Regions from separate parts of the Mus musculus genome. Here regions 1, 2, 4, 5, 6 and 7 are each linked to region 3. The links are chromatin contacts, called in public Hi-C and HiChIP or PLAC-seq maps. All regions are on one chromosome and are shown on one strand. The core of a region is the stretch at or near the end of the contact, and the rest is flanking DNA. Distances in the headings are between cores, read along the strand shown.

Evidence for each region. Hi-C and Micro-C count contacts between places; a contact is called where the count stands out from the background. HiChIP or PLAC-seq counts read pairs in DNA pulled down with a chosen protein or histone mark.
Region 1: a contact with region 3 is called in a Hi-C map of cerebral cortex, with 1.9 times the contacts expected there. The contact joins the enhancer-like site here to the promoter of Smim15 in region 3. A contact is called at or near these places in 1 of 39 promoter capture datasets (embryonic stem cells), 3 of 484 Hi-C or Micro-C datasets (cerebral cortex, cortical glia and liver), 13 of 115 datasets of contacts at active chromatin or transcription factors (T-cell acute lymphoblastic leukemia, acute myeloid leukemia, astrocytes and 7 more) and 3 of 9 other capture datasets (adipose tissue, embryonic stem cells and liver).
Region 2: a contact with region 3 is called in a Hi-C map of Th1 cells, with 3 times the contacts expected there. The contact joins the enhancer-like site here to the promoter of Smim15 in region 3. A contact is called at or near these places in 4 of 484 Hi-C or Micro-C datasets (the G1E-ER4 cell line, Th1 cells, cerebral cortex and 1 more) and 4 of 9 other capture datasets (adipose tissue, embryonic stem cells, liver and 1 more).
Region 4: a contact with region 3 is called in an H3K4me3 HiChIP or PLAC-seq map of neural tube, with 4 times the contacts expected there. The contact joins the enhancer-like site here to the promoter of Smim15 in region 3. A contact is called at or near these places in 2 of 39 promoter capture datasets (embryonic stem cells and macrophages), 10 of 484 Hi-C or Micro-C datasets (Sertoli cells, cortical glia, cortical neurons and 4 more), 15 of 115 datasets of contacts at active chromatin or transcription factors (T-cell acute lymphoblastic leukemia, acute myeloid leukemia, astrocytes and 11 more) and 5 of 9 other capture datasets (adipose tissue, embryonic stem cells, liver and 2 more).
Region 5: a contact with region 3 is called in a Hi-C map of cerebral cortex, with 3 times the contacts expected there. The contact joins the enhancer-like site here to the promoter of Smim15 in region 3. A contact is called at or near these places in 2 of 39 promoter capture datasets (both in embryonic stem cells), 2 of 484 Hi-C or Micro-C datasets (B cells and cerebral cortex), 11 of 115 datasets of contacts at active chromatin or transcription factors (T-cell acute lymphoblastic leukemia, bone marrow-derived macrophages, embryonic basal ganglia and 4 more) and 3 of 9 other capture datasets (adipose tissue, embryonic stem cells and liver).
Region 6: a Hi-C map of Th1 cells shows a contact between it and region 3, with 2.8 times the contacts expected there. The contact joins the enhancer-like site here to the promoter of Smim15 in region 3. A contact is called at or near these places in 8 of 484 Hi-C or Micro-C datasets (B cells, the G1E-ER4 cell line, Th1 cells and 2 more), 8 of 115 datasets of contacts at active chromatin or transcription factors (T-cell acute lymphoblastic leukemia, bone marrow-derived macrophages, effector CD8 T cells and 5 more) and 3 of 9 other capture datasets (adipose tissue, embryonic stem cells and liver).
Region 7: a contact with region 3 is called in an H3K4me3 HiChIP or PLAC-seq map of bone marrow-derived macrophages, with 3 times the contacts expected there. The contact joins the enhancer-like site here to the promoter of Smim15 in region 3. A contact is called at or near these places in 11 of 115 datasets of contacts at active chromatin or transcription factors (T-cell acute lymphoblastic leukemia, bone marrow-derived macrophages, cardiomyocytes and 6 more) and 3 of 9 other capture datasets (adipose tissue, embryonic stem cells and liver).

What each region holds. Positions count from the first base shown.
Region 1 is chr13:107,639,780-107,643,880 of GRCm38.p6, forward strand. Gm32186 (a long non-coding RNA gene) reads right to left here. Exons shown (of 8, transcript XR_873933.2): 4 at 2,667-4,101; 5 at 1,572-1,630. Among named protein-coding and RNA genes, the nearest start is that of Gm32186, 22 kb to the right of the region's middle. Within about 2 kb of position 2,757, at least 63 of the 459 cell types and tissues checked have an H3K27ac peak or open chromatin away from gene starts, as enhancers often do. A contact at or near this core is called in astrocytes, cerebral cortex, cortical glia and 4 more, where this site is marked.
Region 2 is chr13:108,336,579-108,340,494 of GRCm38.p6, forward strand. All of the region lies in intron 2 of Depdc1b (DEP domain containing 1B), which reads left to right. Among named protein-coding and RNA genes, the nearest start is that of Depdc1b, 22 kb to the left of the region's middle. Within about 2 kb of position 1,748, at least 59 of the 459 cell types and tissues checked have an H3K27ac peak or open chromatin away from gene starts, as enhancers often do. A contact at or near this core is called in Th1 cells, where this site is marked.
Region 3 is chr13:108,042,316-108,045,953 of GRCm38.p6, forward strand. It overlaps Smim15 (small integral membrane protein 15), which reads left to right and starts at 2,159. Exons shown (of 3, transcript NM_001048250.2): 1 at 2,159-2,171. Gm41055 (a long non-coding RNA gene) reads right to left here and starts at 2,156. Exons shown (of 5, transcript XR_003950673.1): 1 at 1,891-2,156.
Region 4 is chr13:107,742,624-107,746,151 of GRCm38.p6, forward strand. It overlaps Zswim6 (zinc finger SWIM-type containing 6), which reads right to left. Exons shown (of 18, transcript NM_145456.3): 10 at 1,338-1,514; 11 at 913-1,059. Among named protein-coding and RNA genes, the nearest start is that of Gm52061, 55 kb to the left of the region's middle. Within about 2 kb of position 1,413, at least 25 of the 459 cell types and tissues checked have an H3K27ac peak or open chromatin away from gene starts, as enhancers often do. A contact at or near this core is called in neural tube, stem cell-derived neural progenitor cells and uterus, where this site is marked.
Region 5 is chr13:107,598,979-107,602,584 of GRCm38.p6, forward strand. No RefSeq gene overlaps it. Among named protein-coding and RNA genes, the nearest start is that of Gm32090, 12 kb to the right of the region's middle. Within about 2 kb of position 1,728, at least 65 of the 459 cell types and tissues checked have an H3K27ac peak or open chromatin away from gene starts, as enhancers often do. A contact at or near this core is called in cerebral cortex and forebrain, where this site is marked.
Region 6 is chr13:107,571,012-107,575,070 of GRCm38.p6, forward strand. All of the region lies in intron 2 of Gm31920 (a long non-coding RNA gene), which reads left to right. Among named protein-coding and RNA genes, the nearest start is that of Gm32004, 7.7 kb to the left of the region's middle. Within about 2 kb of position 2,675, at least 20 of the 459 cell types and tissues checked have an H3K27ac peak or open chromatin away from gene starts, as enhancers often do. A contact at or near this core is called in the G1E-ER4 cell line, Th1 cells, double positive thymocytes and 1 more, where this site is marked.
Region 7 is chr13:107,698,593-107,702,374 of GRCm38.p6, forward strand. No RefSeq gene overlaps it. Among named protein-coding and RNA genes, the nearest start is that of Gm52061, 11 kb to the left of the region's middle. Within about 2 kb of position 2,214, at least 156 of the 459 cell types and tissues checked have an H3K27ac peak or open chromatin away from gene starts, as enhancers often do. A contact at or near this core is called in bone marrow-derived macrophages and liver, where this site is marked.

The DNA.
Region 1 (4,101 bases), core at 1,507-4,006, 400 kb before region 3:
TGTTAGAGGAAGTGTGGCACTATGTAGGCTGGCTTTGAGGTCCTATGCTCAAGCTTTCCCCAGTGCAGAAGAGACCTTCCTCCTAGTTGCCGGTGACAGTTTTTTTTTTTTTTTTTTTTTTTTCTGAGTGCAGATCAAAATGCAGAACTCTCAGCTCCTCCCCAGCGGTATTCTCCCAAATACTTGCTGTTTCTCCTGGCCATATGTCTGTCTGTCTGTCTGTCTGTCTGTCTGTCTATCTATCTACCTTCTGCCACTCCCTACCAGGTAACTCAAAACCCACCTACCTTTAATCCCTTCAGTGATTGGCTTTAGCCATTTTTATTTAACAAATAGTTTTAAGTTAAGGAATAAGGTTTGCACAACAAAAGCTTGTAACCATGAGAATTCACTTGAAGGCCTAGACCTTTTGGTACAGAATTTAACATTGCAATACATAGCAGCAGACCACCTCAATAGAACAGCACTTAAGGAATGGTGGACCTGACAGTAACCAGTAATAGGCTGGACTGTCCTTAACCTTACACATTCCCACATCTGAAGTCTCCTAAGTCAGCCCTTTAGGTGATGTTCAGTTAGGTTTCTACTGCTGTGATAAAACACCATGATCAAAAGCAACGTAGCGAGAAAGGGATTTATTTCAGCTTAAAGTTCTCCATCACAGTCAAAGGAAGTCAAGACAGGCACTGGAGCAGTGCAAGAACCTGGAGATAGGAGCTGATGCAGGGGGATGCTGCGTACTGGCTTGCTACTCGGGGCTTGCTTATCCTGATTTCCTATACCATCCCAAACCCCCCTGCCTAGGGATCACACCACCTCCAATGGGCAGATCCTTCTCATATCAATGACTAATCAGGAGAATACCCCCACAGGCCAATCCGGTGGAGGCAGTCTCTTAACTGAGTCTCCTCCTGCCCAAATGACTCTAGGTCCTGTCAAGTTGAAGCAACACTAGCCAGCACAGTAATCTCACAGTTCATTTACTGAGATTTTTAAATGACACATCAATAAGCAGGGCATGGTGGCACATGCCTCTAAGGGAGGCAGAGGCAGGTGGATAACGGCCAACCTGGTCTACAAAGCCAATTCCAGGACAGCCAGGGCTGTTACACAGAGAAACTCTGTCTCAAAAAACAAAAACAAAAACAAAAACAAAAACCCAAAACCAATAGTCAGAACCAAAAACAAAGCAAAGACAAAGAAACAAAAAGACACATCAATGTTGTGGTAACTTCTAAGTGAGCACCTGTATTAGTTACTCGTTCCCTGCTGTGACAAAATATCTGGCAAGAAGTAACTTCAGAAAGGAAGGACTTATTTTGGCTCACAGCTTCAGGGTACGCACCCTTCCTTCATGGCTGCAAAGTGAAGGGGAAGGGAAGGAGCTTAAAACAGCTGCCCACACGTGTCTGCAGTCGCAAAGCTAAGAGGGAAGAAGATAGAGGCTCAGCTTGTTTTTTTCTTCTGTTTAATGGACTCCAGCCCAGGAAATGTTGCCACCCACTTGTGGTATGGCTTCTATCTCAATTAACCCAATCTAACATCTCCCTCCTAGACCTCCCCAAACTTACCTCTCATCGATGGTTTCAGAGCCTGTCAAGTTGATGACCAATATTAGCAGAAGCAGTTCCTGTAAGATTACAGAGTGCACTGGCCTTAGATCTTTGCTGTTTATGTTCACATTCTTCCTTAGGTGGAAGGCCTCTAACGTCCCTTGCTTTTCACTCTCCCAGGGTCTGTGCTGTTACTCTTGACATATAGTCCCCATCCCCATGTCCCCATGGGGGACAGAGCAAACAACCCTAACAACGGAGACATAAGCCCAAGCACATGACTCCTCTAGTCCAAGAAGATGTAAGGTCTCCTCCAGGGTGATGAGGGGACTTTGCCAGAATGTTAAGGGCTCTCATCAGTGTGCTGGGCCTCCAGGCTGGGGACAACTATCATAGATTCCCTCTCTGCTTAATTTCAGCTCTAGGACAACTGTCTGGTTAAGTAATGCTCTAATCTGTACAAAACAAAAACAAACAAGCACTATGGTCATTGAGCTATCCCGTCCCTCAGGTCACAGGAACATAACATCCTATAGGAGATTGACTGGAGTGTCAAAGTCCAGGCCCAGAGTCTGGAACATTTTAACAAACTTTTCAGAAAATTCTTTAAAATTTGAGAAATGTTTGGCTAGGATAAAACTTTTTAGCAATAGCATTCTATGCCCTAATTTAATCGATCTTTCTGGAAGTGAAACCTGGCATCTTTGCGCTTAAGAGCTTCACAGCTTGTTCCAGGGTGCAGCCAAACTAGAGAGCCACTCCTTGGCGGAAGCAGAACTCTGAATCAAAGGGCAAAGCCCAAGGTACTGTGCATGCAGCTGAGTTCCAGTCCTCCAAACAGTCATCAGGCATTTGCCTAGTAACAAGGGATTCCTAAAATATTTGCCCTTTTCTAAGCAGAGGCAACATCAGCCTTTTGAATGGCTACTCATTGTCTGTGCCTCATAAAAATATGTTGGGCCTCCACCGCCCAGGGCTCAAGAGCAGCGTGCCCGTTCCTTTGTGAACCCGGGCCTGCCTGACATGGGAAATGGCCCCTTTTGAGGCCGCTTCTCCTTTTGCTTTTGCCACCCCGGGTATTTGTGATTCTGGACAAGGCATACGCCTCCTTACCACGTCACTTTCCTCATTTGCAGACACAGTGTCCATTGATTTCTTTGGTTAAGCTGACTGGTGTCCCTGGCTCACGGCCAGTGACTATTTCTCTGCAGCCATCCTCAGCTTGGGGGTGAGCCAGGAAGGGGGAGAGAGGGCTGCTCGCTCTGAGCACAGACTCCAAGTGCTCTCTGTCCCGTGAGCTCTCCAAGTGTCAGGTTGTTCTTCTGATTCCCTTCAACATGGGCAGGTCAGGCAGAAGGCCTTGGAAGTAAGTCTGTGAACAGAACCAGCACTAGGCTCCCCTGAAATGTGGGCGTTCAGTGCAGTCCAGGCTCCAGCAGAGCCAGGCTTTAGGGGTACAAGCCAGCTTTCAGGGAACCCTCCGAATGACTTGGATGAGCTCTCTGCAACTATACAGCAATGTACCCACGGTGTAAGTATAGTTGTATCTATAGATGGTGACGATGTATTTCTTTTTAACATTACCATGTCACACAATTGCTACAGTCCTTCTTCCTAACCTATTCCTACTCATTGTTAGTCCCGTTGAGCCATGCACACGTGTTTCATGTGCATGTTACAATTTGATCTTCACCACCATTTGGGGAGATAGTTCCTAATATTATGTTCATTGCACAAATGCAAAACCAGGGTTTAAATAATATGGAAAGTGACAAAGTCTAGATACTGTTGTGTGTACCTCCAGACATGGGGTCAAGCCCTCATCTCTACTCTCAGCGTTTCTTGGAGACAGGGTCTTCCCTCCTGGCTATACTTGTTTGGGAACCAGTTATAGTATATGGCATGATCAAAGTTATTCAGAAACTGGGGAGCAGGGGGAGGGAATAGGGGATTTTCGGAGGGGAAACTAGGAAAGGGGATAACATTTGAAATGCAAATAAAGAAAATATCTAATAAAAAATTATTCAGAAACAGTAACAAAGATTGGAAAATAAAATTAGATTCCATTTTTTAAAAAACCCACAAATTTAATATGAAATATTTTTAAATAAAATAGAATCACTAGGAGAAAATACAAGTAGATAGTTGGGAAATTCCAAAGTGGAAAAGGCCTTTACAAAATAACATCAAAAGCAGAAACCATAAACTAAAGTATTAAGAATCTGGGCTCTGCCAATTTAAACATAAATGTAATCAGCAGACTGAGATATGTCACAGTGGTAGAGCAGTTGCCTAGCTTGTGTCAGGTCCTGGGTTCAGTCCCCGGTATGGGGTTGGTGGTGAATTGGCAACTTGCATTAAATTGCAGAATATAGGGAAAATAGATTGAATGTAAAAAATGTTCTTACAAACTAGTAAGAAAAAGATGAATATTCCAATTAAAAATAAAGTAGGCAAAAGAATAAAGACTATATATACATACTATGTATGTAAATTGTATTGTATGTAGTTGATGAGGACACTTCTGCATTCTCAGCAGGTGGGCGTG
Region 2 (3,916 bases), core at 498-2,997, 290 kb after region 3:
CCTTGAACTGAGAAATTCGCCTGCCTCTGCCTCCCAAGTACCTAGCGGATAGTCCGTTTCTTATTGTTCAGGAAATCTAGATTTTCACTTAGAACCTTTAAAAGAGATCATGTGTGTGTGTGTGTTTGCCTACATGTGTGAGTGCATGCATGCATGTTACTGTGTGTGTGGTGGTGGTCAGAGGACAACTTGCAGGAGTTGTTCGCCCCACCATGTGGGTCCCTGATGTTGAACTCAGGGAATCAGGCTTGGAGGCTTTTCCCCGATGAGCCATCTTAATTTAGAATTTTTGTTAGTGTTTAACATTTTCTTATTGACGCTTGGACTATAATCTTAGTCTTTTTAAAGCCATAATAGTTTTCAGTTCTTTATAAGCATCGTCAGTATTTACTGGGGGTTTGCGGTTCCTTTGCTCCTGGTTAGTATCTCGAGGAGTATGTATGGCGCCTTGAGGAGTGGGTAAGCATCTCAGAGACTCTCCCTCTAGCTCTGTATCTCACAAGGGTCAGTGATGAGCCGCCAGGTTGGCGTTCTGGAACACTGGTGAAAAGTGTATACATACATGTGCTTATATTTATACGGAACTTTTAACTTTTTTTTCTTGTCGCCAATCATTCTAAATGTTTCTGTTTGTGGGAGCTCCTGTTTGTGTGGTGCTTGGTGGGAAGGAAGGAAGGCCATTAGAAAGCCCGAGGGATTGATCCCATCCTCTTCCTCACAGCCTGCTCCTGGCTGTTTAGGTGTCCCCACCCAGGACTGAATCTTCATGCAGAGGGAAAAGACGGCTTGGAGCTTCTTGTGACGGCAGGAGCCTGTCAGAACAATGATGGAGGCACGCAGAGACATGGTCCCAGTGCTGGCTTTGGGACCAATCTGTCCCTAGGGCGTGTCTCACTGTGGTTCTGGCTGTGTTTGCCACCTGGCCTTCTGCTTTTGTTGGGGACGAGCAAAAGAAACTTGTTCTAGATACTACAGCTTCATTTCCAGACTCTATTTAGTCATAGGGAGAAACCAAGTTCAAGGTCCCAGGTGCTAGGAGAGCTGGGGACTTCCCAAAAGCTGACCGTCTTCTATTGTAAGGAAACAGTTGTCTGAGTTCAGACATCCTAAGGACAAGTTCTCCATGTTGCTGTCAGGATCCAAATAAGTTTGTGTCCCCAGGAACCTACTCCTAACCTGATTGGTGAAAACTCCCCTATTAACCCCTTATGTCAAAATATGATTGGATGCTGCTACAGCCCACCCCGTTTGTGGTCTTATCCTTTAAATGTGTTGTGCAACTTCTCTTCATAGTTCAGCTCCCAAATCTGTTTGGCGGCCCAATTGACCAGTAGTGGATTGATTAAAATATATTTTTGTCGTCTGCATTGATGTGTTTGGGTGTTGTAGGGTTTATGTGGACCCCACAACACTTTTTCTCTGCTTTCTTATTTTTTTCTTCATCCTGTTCTCTAGCTCTCTATTGATCTTGTGAGCTCTTTGATGTTTTCAGAGTCCTTTCCAGTTAACTTTGCCAGGATTGGTTTCTGTTGTTTACGGTAGCAAGAACCTACCCTGATGGAACAAGCAGTGGCTGCTGAGTAAAGTTGGGGCAGCTTTTTAGGCCTAGGAAACTGTGTGGCCTGTCTGAAAGCGAAGCAGTGACTCAGACCATTGTATAACCTTCTGAGGTGGGAGGGATCTTTGGAGTTCCCGGTAAACCTGGAGGCACAGGGGAAAACCTGTCAAGGATAGGAGCTTTGCCAGCTGAACCCTGGACTGAGAACTGTTGTACACGGAACTGGATCTGTTGAATCAGCCTGACTCTGGGGGGTTAGAGCCCATCACTGCCATCCTCCAGTGTGGAAGCTGCCCAGGTGTTGGTGGGCATGCCAACAGGATGTTGAAATATGCTGTTCTGATGCTGATTCCAGCCCTGTTCTGTAACATCCCTCCTGAGATGTGTTGGCGATTAATTCATGCCAAATTCAAGCCTATGAGTTGCTTCTCTGGTATGACCCCAAAATGTTTCTGCGTTTTACACCTTGCCAGGTTTCTTTACCCACTTCCTCTGTATTTCTCTGGCTTGTCCATTTGGCCATTTCCTGTTTGTCTTTGATGTCGCTGTTTTCTTTGATCCTTAGTTATGTTTCTCTGTGAATTCTCACTGCCTGTTTTTACCCACCAGCTTCAGTAGAGAAAGGAGCTGAAATTCAGATGGCTAGCTCCCTTTAGACAGCAGAGAAAGCTCTTTTGACCCAGGGGCACAGGAGGAGTGTACCATATGTTATGTACACAGAAACAAACAAAGACTTGTGGGCATTAGTTAGTCCTTTCTATTCTAAACTATGGCTCCCCGAGAACAGTGGGGATTTGCTCTGAGATGCAGATTGTAAGATGAGGTGTTTTGAAGTTGCTGAAAGGTGAAACAGACACACAATCTGGATGTGTAGAGCTGGCAAGAAACTAAGGATAGAAGGAGTTGGGCAGATGTGTCCCATGAGCCTCAGGGAATGTAGTTGAGTAATCATCCGCGCCTTTCATGCCAGCATCTTACCCACTGCTTGCTTGAAACTTGTGCTCCGAGATGAGGGTGGGGCATTGTGCGTGTGTAAAACTTGAAAAAAAATTAAGCTTAAGTTCCGAGCTGTTTTTTTTTTGGTTTTAGTTTTAGTTTTATTTATTTATGCAGTGGCAGGGGTGTACCACAGTGCATGTGTGGAGGTCAGCTTATGAGACTTGGTTCTATCCTTCCGTCATGTGGGGCCTTGGGATCACTCTTAGGCTGTTTGGCTTGGTGGCAAGTGATTTTAATGGCTGAGCCATCCTGCCGGTGGCACAGTTCTGAACTAATTTGTTAGAAGTTTGTGTTGGGACTGAGGGTCTCTGTTGATTATATCCCTATATGTTCTGCTTTGCTCTGTTTCCTAGGATTTCTGTTGCCGTGAAGAGACACGGCCACAGCGACTCTTGTAAGGAAACATTTAGTTGGAGCTAGCTCACAGTTCTGAGGCTTAGTCCATTACTACCAGGGCAGCAAACATGGCAACACAGGCAGATAAGGTGCTGGAGAGATAGCTGAGAGTTCTTTCTCATCCAGGTCAGCAGGCAGCAGGAAGAGGACATCGGGAGTGGCTTGAGCATCTGAGACCTCAAAGCCCACCCCCAGTGACGCGTTTCTTCCAACACATCCAGTCTACTCCAGTAAGGCCACATCTCCTAATAGTGCCCATGGGGGCCATATTCATCCAACTATTATAATCCCGGATCTCTTGTTCTGGGGCCTCTGATAGGACATCATTTCAGGGTTGTAGAAAGGTTAGCTTTGCTTGAGTCCCTCAGAGAGGTTTATTTCCAAGGTGCCACTCAGTCGAATCTTTATCAGTAGCAGGTGTTGCCCATTGAGGAAGCCAGTAAATAAACTGGGTGTCATTATATAGGGAGTGGGGGAGATAAGGATGGGGGGAGTTTCCTTTTTATCTGGATGTCTCCCTAATCCAAGAAGAATACCCAGTGTATATTGAGGAAAAAAGTCCGAAGGTCAGTGAAGAGTGAGCTCCTATCCTTACTGTAAGCAAGCACTTCGCACCCCACTCTCCTCCTAGGAAAGGAGGCTGCAGCTTAAACCACATCACGTGAGCAGTGATGGCGTAGTACGCTGTGAGGCCAGCAACAGGAGGATTGTCACAGAGGCTTTGGAGTGGGCTTTCATCCCAGCTGTTTACAGCTTTCCACCCGTGCAATGGTAAAGAAACCGCTTATAGTTTTTGACCTTTGGCCTCATTTTCAAACTAGGAATGCCAGCATCTTGGTCTTGGCCCACACTTAGAAGTAGGTTTTTAATGATTCTCCTGCAACTTACAATATTCAAACTGAATGTGCCTGCTGTTTGCACCACAGTGGGACCAAGGTTCGTCTGTCTGTATAACTTCCAAGC
Region 3 (3,638 bases), core at 909-3,408:
AACAATTTTTTAAAGGCTTTGTGCAATAACAAATATTGTGCAGCTGTTCCTTGGCTTCAGAGCTGCTATGTGGGCTGCTTTAATCCTGCACACACAGCTTTTCCTAGTCTGCTCTCCATGGGAACTACCTTAACACCCTACCTCTTCTCTGAGACAGGGTCTCAAGTAGCCCAGAATGGTTCAAACTCACTGTACGCCTACCAAGGTTGTTCATCTTCCTGTCTTCACCTCTCAAGTCTCGGGGTTACACCTGGCTAAAATCTGCTTCTTAAGAACAAGGCAGAACGTATTAGTTGTTATCTCATAATGCATTTGGGACATTTGGGAGAATAAAATCCAAGTTAAGACAACGGTGGTGGTGACCGCCCACCATCCCATTACTTAAGAGAGTGGACCACAATGACCCAGAGCTCAGGTAGAGTCTGGGCTACATAGCAAGAGTCTTTCAAACAAACCCGTGACTACTCCCTCTCCCAGAAAGGATAAAGAGCTAGGGGACTGGCCAGATACACTAATTTACTGATCTGAAGGGGCCCGAATGATCAGAGGTCAACTAGAATGCCCTCTAGATATACGGGAGGAAAAGGCTCAGAGAGAATGAGTGCTGTAGGGGCATCAGTACAGAGACTAGAAAGCTGACCTCGCCATGGAACAGTCAGCCCATGGTTTGGGAGCCTATCTTACTTATCATCTTTGGTTAAGGTAATGCAGGCCCCAGTAAGGCTGTCCTCCATGGCAACCTCTATGCTGTTCTTGGGCTTGCACAGGCCTGCCTAATACACCAGAAGAGAGAGCCCTAAAATCTGAGTGTGAAGGCTAGGTCTCCAATAGCCAAAGAAGCTTGCTGCTTTCTTTCTCTCCGTTGTAAGTGTGTGTACTGTGCACGATTAGGCTGGTGCACCCCCTCCTCAGTTCCTTCCTTACGGTACTGCTTCCTTTTATTCCCAAGACTTGCGGGGACCCTGGGTCCTTTAGAGATAAAACAGAGCAACACACTGGGAGGCAGAACTTGTGAGGAACCATCTACTGAAGTGAACATGTCACGGATACAAGCCGGTTATGGATACAAGCCGGTTATGGGTACGCTTGTTTGTACAGGTTTTAAGCAATCCTTCAGGCTTTCACACAAGAATAAGAAAACCACGGCTGCCATTACAATATGCAGCCATTAGCATATACCCGGGTAGCAGTATTTTAGATCCTTAGATTAGCTGCCAAAGTCTGCTCCTTGGTAAATAATGGTTACTGTTGTTATACTCTAACTACTCATACATGTCTCGGCTTGCTCCTCAAAGGGAACGCTCACAGTCTCTCAGGAATAAAAACTTGCTTTATTTGGCACACAACAGCGAGGAGGTCTTGCAACATTCGCCAGAGGCAGTCAAACAGAGCAAGTAGTTCAGGCAAGCAATCACAAAATTTGAGCACCAACCAAACCAGAGCTAATCTTTCCGTCCCTGTAGATTAGGAGACCCATTTAACGCACCCCTTTCTGCTTGTTGACTTTTTGAAGTCCTTTATTTATGTATTGCGATCTCTATGCCCTGACAGTTTAATTATTGACAGTTTACTTTGGGGCAAGTATCGACCATTCCTTTGTGAAGTAAGTTAGGCTCTTAAATGAAAAACAAACAACGGAACCTCTTTCCCACAGCGTGGCAGCATTTCCCCCTGCTACCAAGGTTCACTGGACACATCCCAGCCGGGCTGCTGCTTGGCCAAATCTTTAAATATTTAACTATTGTTCAACTCTACAGCATGAGTGAGGGGCGAGTTAGGGAACACGCCAGTCCTTCCACGGCCTCGAGAAGGCTCTAAGGAGACTGCGGGGTCCCCCTCGTGTCTAGCTGCGGCTCTCTGGGCTGAGAGTCCCCTGGACGAACTCCTCACCCACTCCGTCTCCTCGCCGGCGTCCCACGCAGGACGCGAGGCCACGATGCCCCACCTGCAGCGCACACGAAGCGGCGCGCGGCAGCATCCCCGACCGCGGACACGAAGCCTCCGCGCCTCGCCTCGCCTCGCCGCGCCGCCCCTCCCCGCCCTCCCGCTATGGCTCTAGACATTGCGCCGCCGGAAACCCGCCCGCCACTTCCTCATCCCGCCCCGCCCCGCCCCGCCTTCGGGCGGGACCTGAGCGGAGCGGCTTCCGCTTTCCACTTTCCTGCCTGGCGGTGAGTGGGAATGGGAGCGGGGATCCCCTAGGGCTGCGGTGGCTTGCTGTAGCCTAAGCTGAGCGTGTGGCCGGGCTCTCCCGGCTCTCTGAGCTCCTGACCGCGGGTCCTGCCCGGCTTCGCTCGGCGGGGCGGCGTCCTTAGCCGGTGAGGCCGACTGATGGCCGTGGACATGGCCCGGGGCAAGGAGAATGCTAAGCGGGGAAAGTTAGGAGAGAAGCTGTAAGTCTAGAGACGCCTGGTGCAGCTCCGGGTCCCCTAGGCTTTGTGAGGTGAAGGAATGTGCCTGAAAGTAAGGCGAGGATGTTTTGGTGCGAGACTGAGGTGCTCTCGAGATGTGTGGCCTGTGGACCGTAACTTTGCCATAGCCTAGTCATCAAGTCGCGCTAGTCTTATTTGCAAAGTTGGGCGGATTTCGCAGACTTGTATTTAGTTCGTTACTGGACTCGAGAAAGATCGATCTTTCTTGGACCTTCCTGCAAACTGGTTACAACTGGGCGAGGGCGTAGCGACAAGGGACTGGATGGTTAACGTCTCCAGAAAGTTTAATGTGCTGAAAGTAGGGGCATGGTTTCTGATACAAATACGGAGATAGCATGGGGACATGGAAGTTAAATCCAGTGATAGTTTTCTTGATGTGACGGGTTGTGGGTACCATAATTATTTTGGTAATTCTTTATTTTCTTGTAAGGTACATTAATTGAACTACAGACCACAAAACCTTTAAAGAGCAAAGCATAGTGTTTGACTTTGTAACGATGTACCCAATCCAACGAATAAATGAGGATTCTTAAGTACAAGCAGTTTAAATTCTTGGTTGGTCAGCGGTGGAGCATCTGTCTACTGTGCTCTACTAGGCTTTGGGTTGGATCCCCAACAGTAGACGCAAAGATTAAAAATCTTTATGGGTATGGTACCTGTAACATGTCAGCCAGCCAGCTTGATTTTTTTTATGTTAGTGAAAGTCATTATTATTCAGACAAAACTTTAGTACTCAAATAATTTACGTAGAATACTTGGCTTCTACGAATTAGAACTCTTATTTTGGGACATTTGCAGTTGTAATTTAGGGAGAAATAGGTGTTAAGAGGCTATACTATTATAGAAAGATGTTTTTACTTGTTTGTGTTTAGAGGAGAATTTAGAGGTTTTTTTTTTTTTTTTTTTTTTTTTTCCATTTCTAATCTTACTGTAAAGGTATCTTTTATTCTCCTGTTGTAATTGTCATCTTTGAGGCTTACTGCTCAGTCTGCTAACCCAGGCCTAGTCCCGGAAGCTTCTAGCCTCCACACAATCTTATCTAGGCCTAGAGTGTTTTCAGCTTCTGAGACTTATTGCTGAAAAGCGCATCCTTTCTTGTTCTTCCTGTGTGCTGGCTAACTCACTTACTCAGCTAGCTGTTCTAGCTCAAACTCCTCGCCAAGTTGACTGATTCAATCTGGCTTCTCTTTCTCCTCTTCTGAATTG
Region 4 (3,528 bases), core at 163-2,662, 300 kb before region 3:
CAATTAAATGTTGTTTTTATAAGACTTGCCTTGGCCATGGTGTCTGTTCACAGCAGCAAAACCCTAACTGAGACACTGTCCAATCAGCAGCTGAGAACCAGTAACAGACTTGTTGTTACTACTACAGTATTTATCCAAAATGAGAAAACTAACAAACTGAGATAAAGACAAGGTCAGGTGTCCTGTCGGTTGCTCACTCATCAAAAGTCATTTGTAGACCTTGAAAAACCAACCGAACCGCTACCTCAGCAAGCAGGGGTTCTGCTCTGATCACTTTGAATAGATAACAAGTCCTCCAACACAGACTATTATGGCTATAAAAGTATAGAGTGCCAGGCCTTGTTTCAGACTTTCTAGGGATTAGTGGGTCCATCTCAGCAGCTCTTAGAGACAGCCCCTCTGTTGAGACCGGCTGTGCAGAAGAGGGACCTCAGAAACTGAGACAGTAGCCATCAGCTGAGGGCGCCCACCCGAGACGAGCTGCTGGGATTTAAGGATGGGCAGCCACTGTGAAGTCCTTAGTGTTTACATTAGAACACCAGGAAGGTATCCAGCTTCCATTTTAGATGATCCAGACAGATCATCAGCTGTTCAAAAAATAAAAATCTCCATAATTAGGTAGGAATTTGTTTTTTTTCAACATTCAACCAAAACAACTTGGATTTTATTTTTACAGATATGTTATCAAATTAAAAAAAAAATTCATTCATCTTTAGCTTATGTGTATGGGTGTCTGATTGCACGTATGGCTGTGTTCCACATGAGTGCATTGTCAAACACTTTTAGGAATGGTGAATAAAGGCCATTTCCATGGCTGTACTTTCAAAACTCCATCTCTTCCAGCAGAACGTGAAACCAAGTTCCATCCACACCAGGAATCCCATTCCAATAGACAATCTCTTTCATAATCACCTTTTTTTTGAGTCCGGAACATTTCCAACTGTTTCTGCTGTTGTCGTCGTAATGTGTTCACAATAGCTATTGCTAGTCTCAGTGCTTCTCTGGGGTACCCGTGAGAACGCAACGCATCCACTCTTGCACAGGCTGTAGGGACGTGTTCTACAAACAGAAACCCAGTAAGGGGGCAAAGTGGCCGCTGTTAGATCCATCCATAAAAGCGGGCTACTACAGTAAGATGTTCCTCCCCAAGAGCCATAGAAGAAGATATAAGAAACCATTTCTGAACTTGGATCTGAATGGAAATTTCAGCCCCCTGTGCCAAGCATTCATGCGTTGCCCATTGAATACCTCGCTCCTCTACCTCCCACTCCAATAATGCTATAGAAACTAAACAAAGGAGTAAGTCATGGAAAAGTCTTTCCGGTTTGGCCACTTACCATGCCAGAGGGGCCACCCCCGGGAGTCAAAGAGGGAGTTTTCAGTGTCGTCATGGTAACAGTAGTTGGTGTACAGGTCACTGCTGATAATGTGCTGCAAGTGGCTATCCTGCCAGTGGAGATCACATGCCTCGATGGCTCTCGTGAACACTGTCCGATGAGGCCTGTTCGATGAATCTGTTTTTTCCACAATTCAGAAAGCCGTGTCAGCTATTATTCACATGTGAATAAATCAGTCATACCACTCTGCGGCCAGATGTTCATGAACCCACACACACTGCCCTGCACCCACTAAGCAGAAGGGCGCAGGGTGAATGGATAGTCTCACATCCTAAATGCTCGATGGCAGTTAGCCTAAAGAGTTTCCAGACATTTACTTGTTGTATCAAACACAAACATTCTGCAGCCATTAAAGCTATTGTTAAAGGCATCCTGCAAAAAGAATTGTCATGTCTAGTCTCCATGTCGAAGATACGCTAAAGAGGCACTTGTCTTTTAAAAAAAAAAAATCCCATGAAAACTCACTGCTCCCCACTTCTGAGGTAGTGTTGGGCTGCCCCTGATGGGATCAACAGCTCTCACAAACACTATGCAAGAGATGCGACACCAGCCATGGAACCTTTCAGGAAGACGCAGTCAGCCTTAAAACTATGCGTAAGGGTTGTGCTTTTGGTTGTATTTTTTAACTATATTGTGCGGTTTTGCACAATTAAAACTATTATGCTTCTTGGGATATAATGGTTAAATGCCACTTTATATCCCAAAGGGCATAAATGCATCTGTTTAACATTTCACAAAGCCACACAACATAGCTACAAAACAAACCAGCGCACTTACCTTGCCCCTATAGGCTGTCTCCTGACTCCTGGACAGGTTCCATGGCTGGTGTGATGTCCCCAGCATAGTGTATGCCGGGGCATCACAAGAGAGCAGAAGCATACAGTCCGAAGGGGGTTCAAGGTTCAGGACCTGACGAAGAAAAGAAATGTTTGGGGAATAAAGGATATTCTCACCTCGGCTCCTTGGGTTGTTCAATTCCTAAAGAGACTACTACAGGAACTCCCGCCCCTTGGGCCCCAACTCTAAACTAACTTTCAGCTGAACCGTGGGGCAATGAACAATTCATTTACATATACCTAATAGTGCTCAAGGACAGTCCCCTTCACTGCTCTCGGAGACTCAACCAAAGAAGCAGCAAAATGAGGAAAGGCTTTATCTTCCTGTCATTGGACTTCTGTCTGAGCAGACAGAAGGCAAACCACCAACAGCGAGCACAACTGTGCTGAGAAGAGCAGCCTGGTGGCTTCATCTACCCCCGGCTCTGTCCTGCTGAGGGAACTAAGCAGCAACAGAGACACCATGACTTGTAGCAGTCTCACAGCCAAGTACTGCCGAGAGTCAAACACACCCCTTAATTTAGCTAATGCAGCCAGCCATTTGCAACGGCTGTCGGTAAGTCTACAAAGACATTTCTTTGGAGTGGTCTCATATCAACTTAGTTATCCATATCTAGAGGGAAAACATATTGAAGTGCACAGATGACAGATAAAGAGGTGCAGGTGACTGTCTGCTGTGACTCCTGACTAAGATCCTTGCTAGCAGCAAATGGGTGACCATTCTGCAAAACTGGAAGGATGGGCCCAACTCTTAACTGCCTTTTGTCAAGCAGAATAAATGTGCTATTCCCAGGGGGAAAAAGTTTTATGACCTCTCATAATTAAATACCCCCAAATTCAAGTTTCTTTGAATTTTTACTTTTTTTTTTCTTTTAAGGGATTTTCCTAGGTATTTTAAAGTGTGGTCTTAGTATTTATTTTCTTTACTTCAAGTTACAAAGGTAAAACTTAAAACGGAAGAGACTACAGAATAGCAACTTGCTATGGTACATGATGTGACAGTGAGTTCAGTGTTCAAGCACTGACTCGGCTCTCTATCTAGGATTCTAATCCAAGCATGCAGTGTGGTTTCATTAGAGAATCAACTGAACTGTTTCTGTTTCGTGGCAGCGCAGAGAGAAAGAAGCAGAGAGCACACACAGAGCTTTGCTCCAAGACACCAACAGAACTGATAAATGCTCATAAAATTGTATTTAAATGACCATGATGAGCACAAAAATTGATATACACAAAGTTATAAGCATTTAAAAAATAAAGTGTATAACAAAAAAATTTGGGAAAATTGGGATAGTAAA
Region 5 (3,606 bases), core at 478-2,977, 440 kb before region 3:
GAGGCAGACAGAGACCAAGAGAGAGAAACAGAAAGAGAGACAGACAGAGACAGAGGGCAAAGAGACAGAGACAGAATCTAAGAGAGTAATAAATGTTACTTCTCTCTGCTACCCAGGATCCAAATGTCTCCTCTGGGGTAGGAATCATAAAATCTCCTCCCACCAGAAAGGCTGGCAACACTATCCCACCTAGACACAAAAACAGGCTGATAGCCCACAGTCAGGCAAGACGATGCTCACAGCTGAGATGCTGTGCACTGTATCTCAGGGACAATCATGCTCAAGGAGGGTTGGACTTCCTCCTAACACTGGCAGAGTCCAGGCCTGCAGACGGTGAGGGGGTGGGGGCGGGGATGCTGTCAGGTCCTCCCAAACTAGAGATAGACACAGGCTAGACTTTGAATCACCATTATGTAGCTCCTGCTGCTTTTCTGAGCTTAAATCTGGAGTTTTCTGCCAATTCTGCAAGCCACTGATAACCTCTAGTACACTCACTTCTGGTTAAATCAGCTTCCCTTAGAGTCTGTCCTTTGTGATCAGGAGTTTTGCCTGATGCTGGAAAAGATACAGCCTGGAAATAAATTACTCAAAATCCACAGAAAAAAATATTAATATGCCAACACGTTATCACAGGATTAATTAAAAAAACAGAGGGGGGTAGAACATTCCCGTCATCTCAACACCTGGGAGATGGAGGCAGGAGGATTAGTTCAGTGTCTTCCTAGGTTACACAGCAAGTTCGAGGTTAGCCTTGGCTTTATAAGATCCTGTCTGAGAAAAAGAAAGAAAACTTTTTTTTTTTAATCCTAACCGTGGAAATGAGGAACAGCGTTTATGTCAAAAGTAGCACGGTTAGTTGAAGTCTGATTCTTTTGCTTGTCGAGGTGATCAGTCTTCAGAATGGAGACATGAAGGTGGCACATGTGGCACACACTCACACGAGAGATAGGAACGTGGAAACGAGACACAAACGTGTGTGCGAGAGACAGAAAGGGAGCTCTGGGGATTTAGAACTGGTTTTGTCCGGGGCTCCCATCTCCAGCCTCTGCAACAGTAGGGCCTTGAGCTAATTTTTAAAGAATGAAGGAATAAATGAATGGATGAAATATTAGTGCAGGAGGGCCGTGGGGAAACACCATTCACTGCTATGAATGACTAGGGAAGGTTTGTTAGATATTTTAAAGTTGTTTTCTTCTTTCCCTATTTCCAGCTCTTTTCATCACGTGTTTCTGTTTTCCTGAGAAAAGGGAGAAAAATAATGTTTTTCTTAGCCCAACCCACATTTGGTGACCCAACTTCCCCTAATATTTATGGGTCCCCTCTAGAGACTTAAGATGCATTGGAGAGGGGTGATAAGGGCAAAGGAGCAAAAGTTCCCCTTGCCAACTGGAAATGCTTGAGGAGACAATCCATTAAGAAGCCTGGCTCTGCCTCCAGCAAACACCACCTTCCTGTGGGCGGTGCACACGGGTGACCTTCACACCCCACAACCGGAACCTGGAACAGAAGAGACAGTCTGGGGCAATCCAGTAGAGGACATGCTAAAGGGGCAATCCAGCAGAAGCCATGCTAAAGGTCTTCCCGCCCCCACCTCTCACCCCCTCCCCACCCCCACCCCCTGGTTGTCATCACTCTGTTTCCTGGCCTGGCCACCACTCAGTGCACACTGCAGCGTCTAAACAATGGCAGATTCAATAGCCAGAGGGAGTTCAAAAGGGTCGACTGCCATCAGATTGGCATTCAGCGGAGCCTGCTACCAACTCAGCAAGTGGGATCCGGTTCCATTCCGGAATGAGTAAGCAGGGAAGCAGCAGTGCTGCTGGAGCCAGGAGGTGGGCGCCAGGCAGCCCTGAACTCTCCCAGCAGGAGAGTAGAGAGGATTGAATCAGCCAGGTGAGGTGAGAAGAAATGCAGTGTGCAACAAAATCACCCGGTAGAGCTAGCTGCACACCTGCCAGAGCCCCTCTAAAACACACACACACACACACACACACACACACACGCGCGCGCGCGCGCGCACGCACACACACACACACACACACACACACTCCTTACGGTGCAGGGAATCATACAAAGGAAACCGTGGCAGGGCACCACCCTCAAGGCTCCACATTACTAATTCTGTCCCTTTATTTTGCTGCAGCTGCCACTTCCCCCATTCTATCCAAACATGCTCTATTTGCCCCTACAAGGCACAGCCTGTGACATGTCTTCTTCCTTATGATGAGGCACCACCATGCTTCGCAGTCATCCAGTGATGTCACAGCTAAGCGCAGTCCCACTCAAGGCTGGCCTCAGTTCTGTGCTCTTCTCTGAGTTCAGCCAGCGCAGCTTCTCCCAAGTTCTAGGTCCCAGCTCTGAAGGACCCCAAGATTCTGTAGTGCGGCCACCAGATGTCTATGCCCTGATTCTATGGCACTGGCCTCTGAGTAACCAAGACCAGTCAAGCTAGCTCCTCTCTTCGCCTCATCTGCACTTCGGGTGGTAACTGCTTCCTGAAGCTATGGTTTGGAGATACCCCAGGCTTATTTAACCCTTTGTCTAACAATATGAGTTAAATCAATGCCCTTTGTTAAATTCTCTTAAAATAATAACTGCAATCAACCTAAATAATGTTTACATGTGACTTTCTATAATACCATTAGTTATTTGGATTTTCTTTCAATTTAAATAAAAGTCATGTTTATGCTTTAATTTTATAATCATTTAATATATAGATATGTATAGCATAAATGTATGCTATAATTATATAAATGTTTATGTCATATAGTGTTCTCCCCATTGGACTCCTACTGATACAGGAGAAACACTCATGAGAAGAAAAAAAAAGGTCTCAAGTTGAATTTGCTAATGAAGACAGATCTCTGGAAGCTTTGATGGAGGTCCACCTCTGCCTTGCCTGAGGTGGGCAGGAGAGCTTTTCATCTAGCATGTTCAAGTGACACTTCTCAAGAAGCTGTGGTCAAGACCTAATTGGAAGTTACCGCCCACTAAACTGCTCAACTCAAGGCTATTTCTCACTTAGCTCTGAAAGATTTTCATTAGGGACAGTTGAACAGTCCAAAAGCACATGGCCCCTAAATTTCGAAGGTTTCCAGAAGGAAGGATAAGGAGTTCTAAAGAAAGAGGAAAACCAGGCCCAATCAGAGAAGGGATTGCATAGAGCAATCCACAGAAGGAGTATGCAATCTAACTGTTCCTAAAGACCAAAGGGAGGCCATTGCACTTGAAGTCGGGAGGGGGAAAGACTATTAAAATCACAGGTGGTTGCAATAACCACGTATACATTTGGTGCTGAATTTCTAATCCCCATCTCCTTACTTTGGGAGCAATTAGTCTCGGGTGAAAAATTGCACTTGCAGCTAATTGCACCTGCAATTACCTACTTCCCGGTGCAATTAGCCACTTGAACCTAATTCTGAGTGTGCAAGTGTTTAATTGCCTATGTGAGGAGGTGATTCCAGACACAGTTAGTTGTGCCCTCAGTCTTTGCACCTGCAACTAATTGTGACTAGCAAAACAAGGCTCCATACAAGTCAGGTTGGAGGCGCATATGGTGACCCCATTTTGAGAATCTAAGACTTGGATTGGTTGAAATAATAGAAG
Region 6 (4,059 bases), core at 1,425-3,924, 470 kb before region 3:
GATTAAAAAAAATTGAGCAGTAGTTTAGCTTTTTTTAATGGGAACTTTCATGTCAAGTGCAGAAGCCACATCGACATCCCAAATGAAAACTACACCGTCACCCAGGAGGCACTCCGTGCTGGATGAATTCTTGATTTGCCTTGTATGAGACGGAGTTCATGGATTTTTCTCTGCCATTGCTAAGGCAATACTATTAACATGTCAGAAGAGCTTCCTGAAGCAAGAGAGTCTTAGAGTGTTTTCAGTTCTTAATGAAAGACACCAGATGTGATTTCCAACTCCGACTTGAATCGTGCTTAATGCTATCTGTTAACTAGTATGAAAAGCAGAGGCTCCTATGCGCTAAAGCAGTTGTACTCTACAAGAGAAAGAAGGTTTCAGGGCATGATATTCTATCAGATGGATTCTTTTCTGATGTAGCTTGAGTTTTCCACAAAAATTCGATAAAGGGGACATCAACCTACTTTAAATGTCAAGATGAAGTTTTACTTTAAATTCCCATGAATTAAGAAAATGCGCAGAGCCTCCACTTGGACTCTCTCCTCGGCTACTTGATCATTTTTATCTCTTCTGTGTAGCTAGAAAGGGGAAACAGGGCAAGTGTGACGTCTCTGTGCCAGGTGTAGCTGGCCTTCCCCACACAGACGTCTGTTATCTATACGAGGCAACCGAAGCACCTGCTACCTTGCAGGACAAGCCCGATCCAGCCGCGCAGGCCAGGAAACCGGTGAGGGGCTTGCAGAGAGATACTGAAACGGCTTTTGTTTCCTTCCTTCCTAATTTTATCTCTGTAGATGCTTCACTGTTTCCATGGGCTTACTCATTTCCATCTCTGCTACTACCTCATGCTTTTTTTTTCCAGTTGTGTATTCAACCAAAGAAAATGAATAAGAAAAATAATTATGATACTAAAGGAAAAAATAAGTAAATTCAAACCCACCATACGTGAGCCCCTTGGGAGTCTCTGATTAATTTTCATTTTCTTCATTTAGTTCTGAGCTTGGCCTGCTTTAGTAAATGTGTGAATAACTCTGGTCATGGGATGGCTTTGCTCACAGCTCCAGGAAACAGAAATGAAGCAGCTTAACCCTTGTTGTTACTGAGACCGGTTCATAAGAATGCAGGTTCATGAGCAAGTGGTCTCAGCACACATTATAGGCCTTTGTCACACAGCAAGTCCCAAAACAGGAGGTCTGGTAGATTTCTGAGAACAATCAGCTAATATGGTTCTTCAGGCACAGTTATCAATGCTTCCACTGGACTTTCTTGTCCTTTCTTGGAGTCATGTTTGTCTACACATCCTATGTATTTCAAATGTCAGCTCCTAAAAATGTCATCAACTAACAAATAGTCACACACACACAGAGAGAGAGAGAGAGAGAGAGAGAGAGAGAGAGAGAGAGAGAGAGAGAGAAAGAGAGAGAGAGAATCCCCGAGGGATTCAGTTGGAAAAGATAGGTGCCAACAAAATTATGGCAAAATGACTTGTAAAAATTAGTAATTAGGGGGATCATAATATATTGAGGAAGGCTAGCAAAGACTTCCTATAGGAGCAGAGATGTAATCTGAGACTTAGGGTAGGAGTTGGATGGAGTTCCCCAAGAGGATGGAAGGCATGGCATTTGTAAAACACAACTTGACAGAGGTGAAGCAATAAGTTTGAACAGGTATACGAAGGTGACAGATTCTGACAGCAAAGCGATTGTCACGGAAGAGCAATGACACATAATGGGGGCACGTTAGAGAACGAAGAAAAGCACCAGGATTGAGGCTGTACCCTGTAGACTCAGAAAATCACTGAGCATTTGGGGACAGGAAAGTGGCATGGGGCACAATGTCCTTGAAGATAATTTATGTGCCATCAGTGGCCCACATGGGCATGAGGAAGATTTTTCTAGCCCTGCTGTGAGGCCATGGAGTCTTAGGGATGGTGGTGGCAGTGATAATGAGAGAGGAGACTTGGGTGACCACTGCCAAGCATACTCGATTAAACCTTTTAGAAAATGCTTGTTCTACAGATGGTCTCCCATTGCCCTTGATGGCTGGGTAATCTGTGCTTCACTGGGATGCCATGGGTATCCCAAGACTTAAAGTGGGTCAAAATTCATGATAAACAATAGTATACAGTAGGCGCTGCTTGAGAAATAACCTCTCAGACCAGTCCAAAGCATCTCTAGTGATGCATGGTCTTCTTCAATATGAAGAGACAACAGAGTTCTCTGAGATTTGAAGGGAGTCTTAGACAAGAAACTATTGGCTCCATTTTTTTTTCTTTAAGTTGTGGTATTTAGACTGCAGTTGATTGCTATGGCCCCCTCCTCCTGGAAGGAAGGAAGGAAGGAAGGGAGGGAGGGAGGGAGGGAGGGAGGGAGGGAGGGAGGGAGGGAGGGAGAAGGAAGGGAGGGAGGGAGGGAGGGAGGGAGGGAGGGAAGGGAGGGAGGGAAGGGAGGGAGGGAGGGAGAAGGAAGGAAGGAAGGAAGGAAGGAAGAAAGAAAGAAAGAAAGAAAGAAAGAAAGAAAGAAAGAAAGAAAGAAAGAAAGAAAGAAAGAAAGACAAAGTTGGTTTCAGGTTAAGGTTAAGTATCATTTTTCTGCTCGTCTAATTATCTAGATTGTACAGGGTCATTGCCCTTTCCACATCTGAACTCGAGGAATGACTCATCACCCCCAAACCGAAGTTTCTGTTCTCAGAAGTAGCTCTCTGTTAAACTGACTGTTAAACAAACTGGGAATCCAGCAAGAGCAACTAAAGCAGTCGTGCGAATTTCCACCATCCACAGGTTTCAAAGTCACTGGGCATGGCCAAAAAAGACCTCAGGTGTCCTCAAAAGGAGAAGAACCTTGTTTCTAAGAACGTTCTCTTCAGCTTCGCCATTTCCTTCCATGACAGGCATCAGTGGGGTGACAATTAGGAGTGGTGGGTGGGCACTTCTGTGGGCTGGCAGCCTATTTTAACTTCCAACTGTGGGAGTGAGCTTTAACTCTGTGCTAAAATTAAGGGACTCCAGTAACTCCTGTGGTTATTTCAATCAGCTCCCACTTATTGAGTAGCAGCAGCGGAGTTAAGTAATAATATGGTAACCTTGCCAAGACACAAATGAAATGCAGAGTGGTGCCCAGTTGGATCTGAAGTCCCTTCAATGATCTAAGTAGAGAGCCAAACCAACAAAAGAGCTGCTGGCCCTCCGGGGGCAGGGGAGCCAGGGGCATGGAACAGAATCCCTGGCAGCTTCTCTAATGCCAGGGGAAAATTGAAGGGAGCAGGGTCTGCTTGGTCTAGAAATTCAGACTCCACTAAAGAGATGCCAGAAGCCCTGGTGGTCTGGAAGACTTGTTTTAATCTGCCAGAGCCAGAGAGCGCATCCAGCCCAACCTTGGCCCCTGGTGCTTGAACCTGCAGTGTAGTAACAGATGTCATAACCAACCAGGTAAGCAGCTTCCATGGCCACACTGTGAAGGATGCTGTTCTAACTCCACTGCGAAAGGAAGCTTTTTCTCAGCTGAGAGAACAAAAAGCTGTGCTGCCAGCTCCCAGTTCAGACAAGGCCACCCCCGTCAGCAGATAGTGAAAGGGACACCTGGGTAGAACTAGATGCCTTGAGAGAAGGCTCTGTCAGGGATGTGCACAAATGTGGGTCAGCAACCCCTCCATCTTCCCTTCAGAGTTGGAGTCAGGGAGAATGAAGAGCCAGAGACGAAGATGGCACAGGCAGGGGCTAACTATGAACTGATCACACAAGCCTTTGGATTATGCAGGACTTTCTGTCTCACTGTTCTTCCCACTGGCCATTTTCCTCTAGATGATTAAGTTGTCTAACCAATACTAAAGGCACACGGTGCACACAAAGAGTGTCAGAATCAGGATGAGTGTCTATCATAGAAGTCTGCCCAACACATACACCATCCTTTAGTCTATCTGTGAACTGGAAAGGAAGAAAGGAAGAGAGAGAAATGAAGTCTGTCCTGGCACTAATATGTCTCATGGTGTGGTCAACTCTAATTGCACGTACACAGAATCTTCTCTGTAATTCCAGCATTAGACCTCACCCTAGAGAGTCAA
Region 7 (3,782 bases), core at 964-3,463, 340 kb before region 3:
GCTCCCTGTGGGTTTGGGTCCATGAACAAAGCTGTTTGACTCACCCAGGGAAAATGAAGTGGGACCTAAGAGGGCTTTTTCCTCTTTGGCTTCCTTCCCTGAGAAATAGCTGTCTCTGTATTTGAACAAACTCCTCCTCCCTTAATTCTCCACCCTCACACCCATGGGGTGGTTTATTTCATTGGTTTGGTTTGGTTTGAATCAAAATCATCTGTAGCCCAGGCTGGATTCACTCTCCCTCGTGTGGCTAAGGATGTCCTTTTGTTGATTTGTTCCCTGGGACATAGCCTTAGCACAATTCTGTCCCCACCACACCCTCATCACCTGTGTGTGTACAGGTGACACACATACTCACAGCCCATCCAATGGCCACACCCCTTCTCCATCCCTAGATGTGATCTCCCTCTGTTTGGAGATGCTTCCAGCGTCAGGATGATCTAGGCGACTGTTTCTAAACTCACTTTCTACCCACCCGCACCTTCCACACTCCTGTCTCTGGCTCTATTCTCCACACCAGGGGCCTCAGTTTAGTCCCTCTGCCTGGCGCTGCCCCTCCTCCACCCCTGCCAGATCCAGAACAAATTCCAACACTTTCTTGTCAGCCTGGGATTCTTTGCCTCTGTCCTTCAGGTGCCTTTCTCAAAGTCTGCCCTGTGTATTTGAAATGATGTGTGCAGGATTGTAGTTCTGTAGAGCTCAGTGGATTTGTTGTGGATGGGCCCTGCCTGGTTTATTCTGGCACAGGATCTTCCACACTGAGCATGCGAGACAAAAACGGTGAACCGTCCACTCATATCCACTTTGCATCTTTCAAACCAAGGACAGGGCTTCCTGGCAAAGGCTACATGTCCTAGCCTTTCCGATGCTAGCTAGCTCTGTTTTTTAAGCCTGAGTTCTGGGCCAACAGGAGGTGGACCAGATGGCACATGTAGCTCTGAGTCTCATTCTCTCCTTCTTCACCCTCCTTTTCCCCACCTGGAATGCAGATGTGCTAGCCAGTCAGGTTGGTCTATGTAGAGCATGGAGGTTGGAGGAGAAAGGGCACTCGTCTCAGACTGCATGTGGGGGGGTGGGGGACGGTGGTTTCCTCACCAGCAGCACTGTCAGCCTCCACCAAGAAATGCCTTCTGCTGGGGCTACCTCACATCTGCCTCACAACAACTGAGTTCAAGTTTAAACTAGTACAAGGCGCTTTGTATGTGCTTCCTGAACCACACTCGTGGATAATAGATTTTGCTTCTACCCAGGAAATAAGACAGAAAGGCTTTTCCATTTGAAAATTTAGACTTAAGTTTTAGGCAGCCTCACCTTGGAAATCATTTCTCCATGCCCTGGTCAAACACAAGGTCCCCTGGGAAACCGAACTGACCCTGCACTGGATCGATTTAAAAGTGTTTCTCCAAGATCAAATGTAGGTCGGGTGTGCCTTGACTAGCAGAGTGTGACTCCCTTTTGCCTGGGAAGCCTCACTGCATTGAAAATCAAGGCCCAGGCAAGTATTCTTCAAAGACTCCTGTGACCCCAATGCCCTCTCACTTTCTTCTGTGTTTAGTCTTCTGATTTGCTAAAGTCTGGGTCCCCCCAAGGAATCTGTACATCTCACTGCGGAAAGAGTCCAGTTCTTGTTTGTGGCTTTCTCCACACGTCCTCTCCTGCTCCTTGGAGTCCAAGGTGCTCACCAGTGAGATGCCCCAACCCCACCCCAGGCTGCTCTAGACACGAGGGGCTGAGAGAGGGAATGTGCCCTGTAGCTCAGCAGAAGGTACAGAGATCTGCCTGAGCAGCCACATCCCCAACCACTGGGCTTGCATCATGCCACTTACAGGAACTGGGCGCCACATGTCCGGTGAAATAGAAGATACAGGAAATGAGCTAGATTCCTAGGTTTGAGGGAGGGCAGGCTCCTCCTTAGCCAGAGGAGTCAGGACAACAGCAGCCACACATGGCACGCTGAGCCCTTGGCAAACGGCACAAAGGAAGGCTGTGTCTATCCATTCTGGGGACAATTTGGGGGTGGGAAGCTGGAAAGCTAACCTTGTTTCTTTTTCCCTTAGCACAAAGCATTGAAAAGTCAAAGTGACGTGTGTGTGTGTGTGTGTGTGTGTGTGTGTGTGTGTGTGTGCTTGCTGTAGCACATGTTTTATGCATGACTGTGCATCAAGCAGTCTGGGAGTTCTACAGACTGTGTTAGGAGGCACAAAGACAAAATGGGCTCACGTAGCAGACAAAACCAGTCCTGGAAAAAAAAAAAAACAGCCCCAAGTGCTGGGGGTTTGGGAGGTGTTCTGACTCAGCAGCTCAAACCATACACCCCGGTTCCTCCCTTGCAGAGCCTCACAGTGGCATTTAAAGCCAGGGTCCAGACTCTATGAGGGGGCTGAGCTGCCAGACCGGGGTGGCTCATGCCACCTCCATCCTCTCCTTCCTCAGATCTCAACCTGGGACCAGACCCTCTACCCTGAAAAAAAATAAGAAGTTAACCTAAACACTTGAGCGTCTCTTCCTCTCCTAATGGCTTGCTAATCATCTCTTGGTCCACCTGTGTATGCACACAGGGTCTTTCTTAGATCCCACAGTGGGACTGGAAGCTTCTGGGGACAAGGGCTCAAACATCTCTCCCTTCAGTGCCCATGGCCTCTTGCACGATGCCTCACACAGACAGGTTTTAATGAGTATTTGACTAGCGGGTCTGGTTTAGTATGGAAGGATTCCTTTTCTTTCTGCACTTTACAAAACTAGGTGTTGATAAGGTCCAGTCACCCCCAACCCTGCGGCCAGTTCTGGAGGTTTTTGCTGCCGCTACACTGTGTGCTTTCAGCTGTGAGCACAGAGCAAAATAAAGGCATGCCAGAGTCACCTACCACCTTCTCGTCCCTCTCTCCAGGTCCTCCTGTTTCTGGGGAAAACCATCAAAGGCACTGAGGCTGGTAACAATTACCAAGGAATGAAATATCAATCCCTCTTTTGCCGCTGCTAGGTAATGACATTAGAAGTTCCCTGTGATTGTCCTGGGATGTATGGGAGTTAGCATGAGGTAGAAGTGAGGGCTCTATGGAACTTCCGTGTAGGACTTCCTCCAAGGGGAAAGCAGATACCCACACAAAATGGCTTCCTGACTGAACAGGAGGACTTGGGACCTTAATCTGGTGGCATTGGACTAGCACTGACCTGAGTTTCTAGTAGAGAATCCATTTCCTGTGTGTCTCCAGAAACCACCTCAGTGTATTTCCGGGAAGTATTTCTGTCAGCTTCTTCCACACCTCAGGTTTATGACCAGGACAGCAGGGGACCTGGGTTGTGGCACTGGTAGAAGACAGTGTCTGGTCCTTTTGGTCCTTCATTGCTCTCTGTTCCAGTGCCCCAGACTCCGGTAGATCCACCCTCCTGGCAGGCATCCTCTTGGCCCCAGTCTTGACACGTGTGCTCTGTATCTGGGTGTGTTTCTCCAGAGTGCTTGTGGCACTGCTTCCCCTCATTCAGGGGTGACTGCAATGTCACTCTCTTCCAGAACTCTCTCCTAAAATGACCCCCCCACCATGCCCACATATTAGTCCCATTTTAGTTTCCTTATTCTCTGTCACATTTTATTTTCCCCAATGACACTTGTCACAGTCTGATTATTGTCTGTTACTCACACATTTACTTTGCTGACCCTGGTCTCTGGTATGTAGTTCTCCAAGAACTATCCTTTTTTATGGTACTGTCAGCACTTAAACAGGCCAGGTAAATAAATAGATGCTCAAACAAACAAAAAAAAACCCAATAATTTAAATATTGCCACT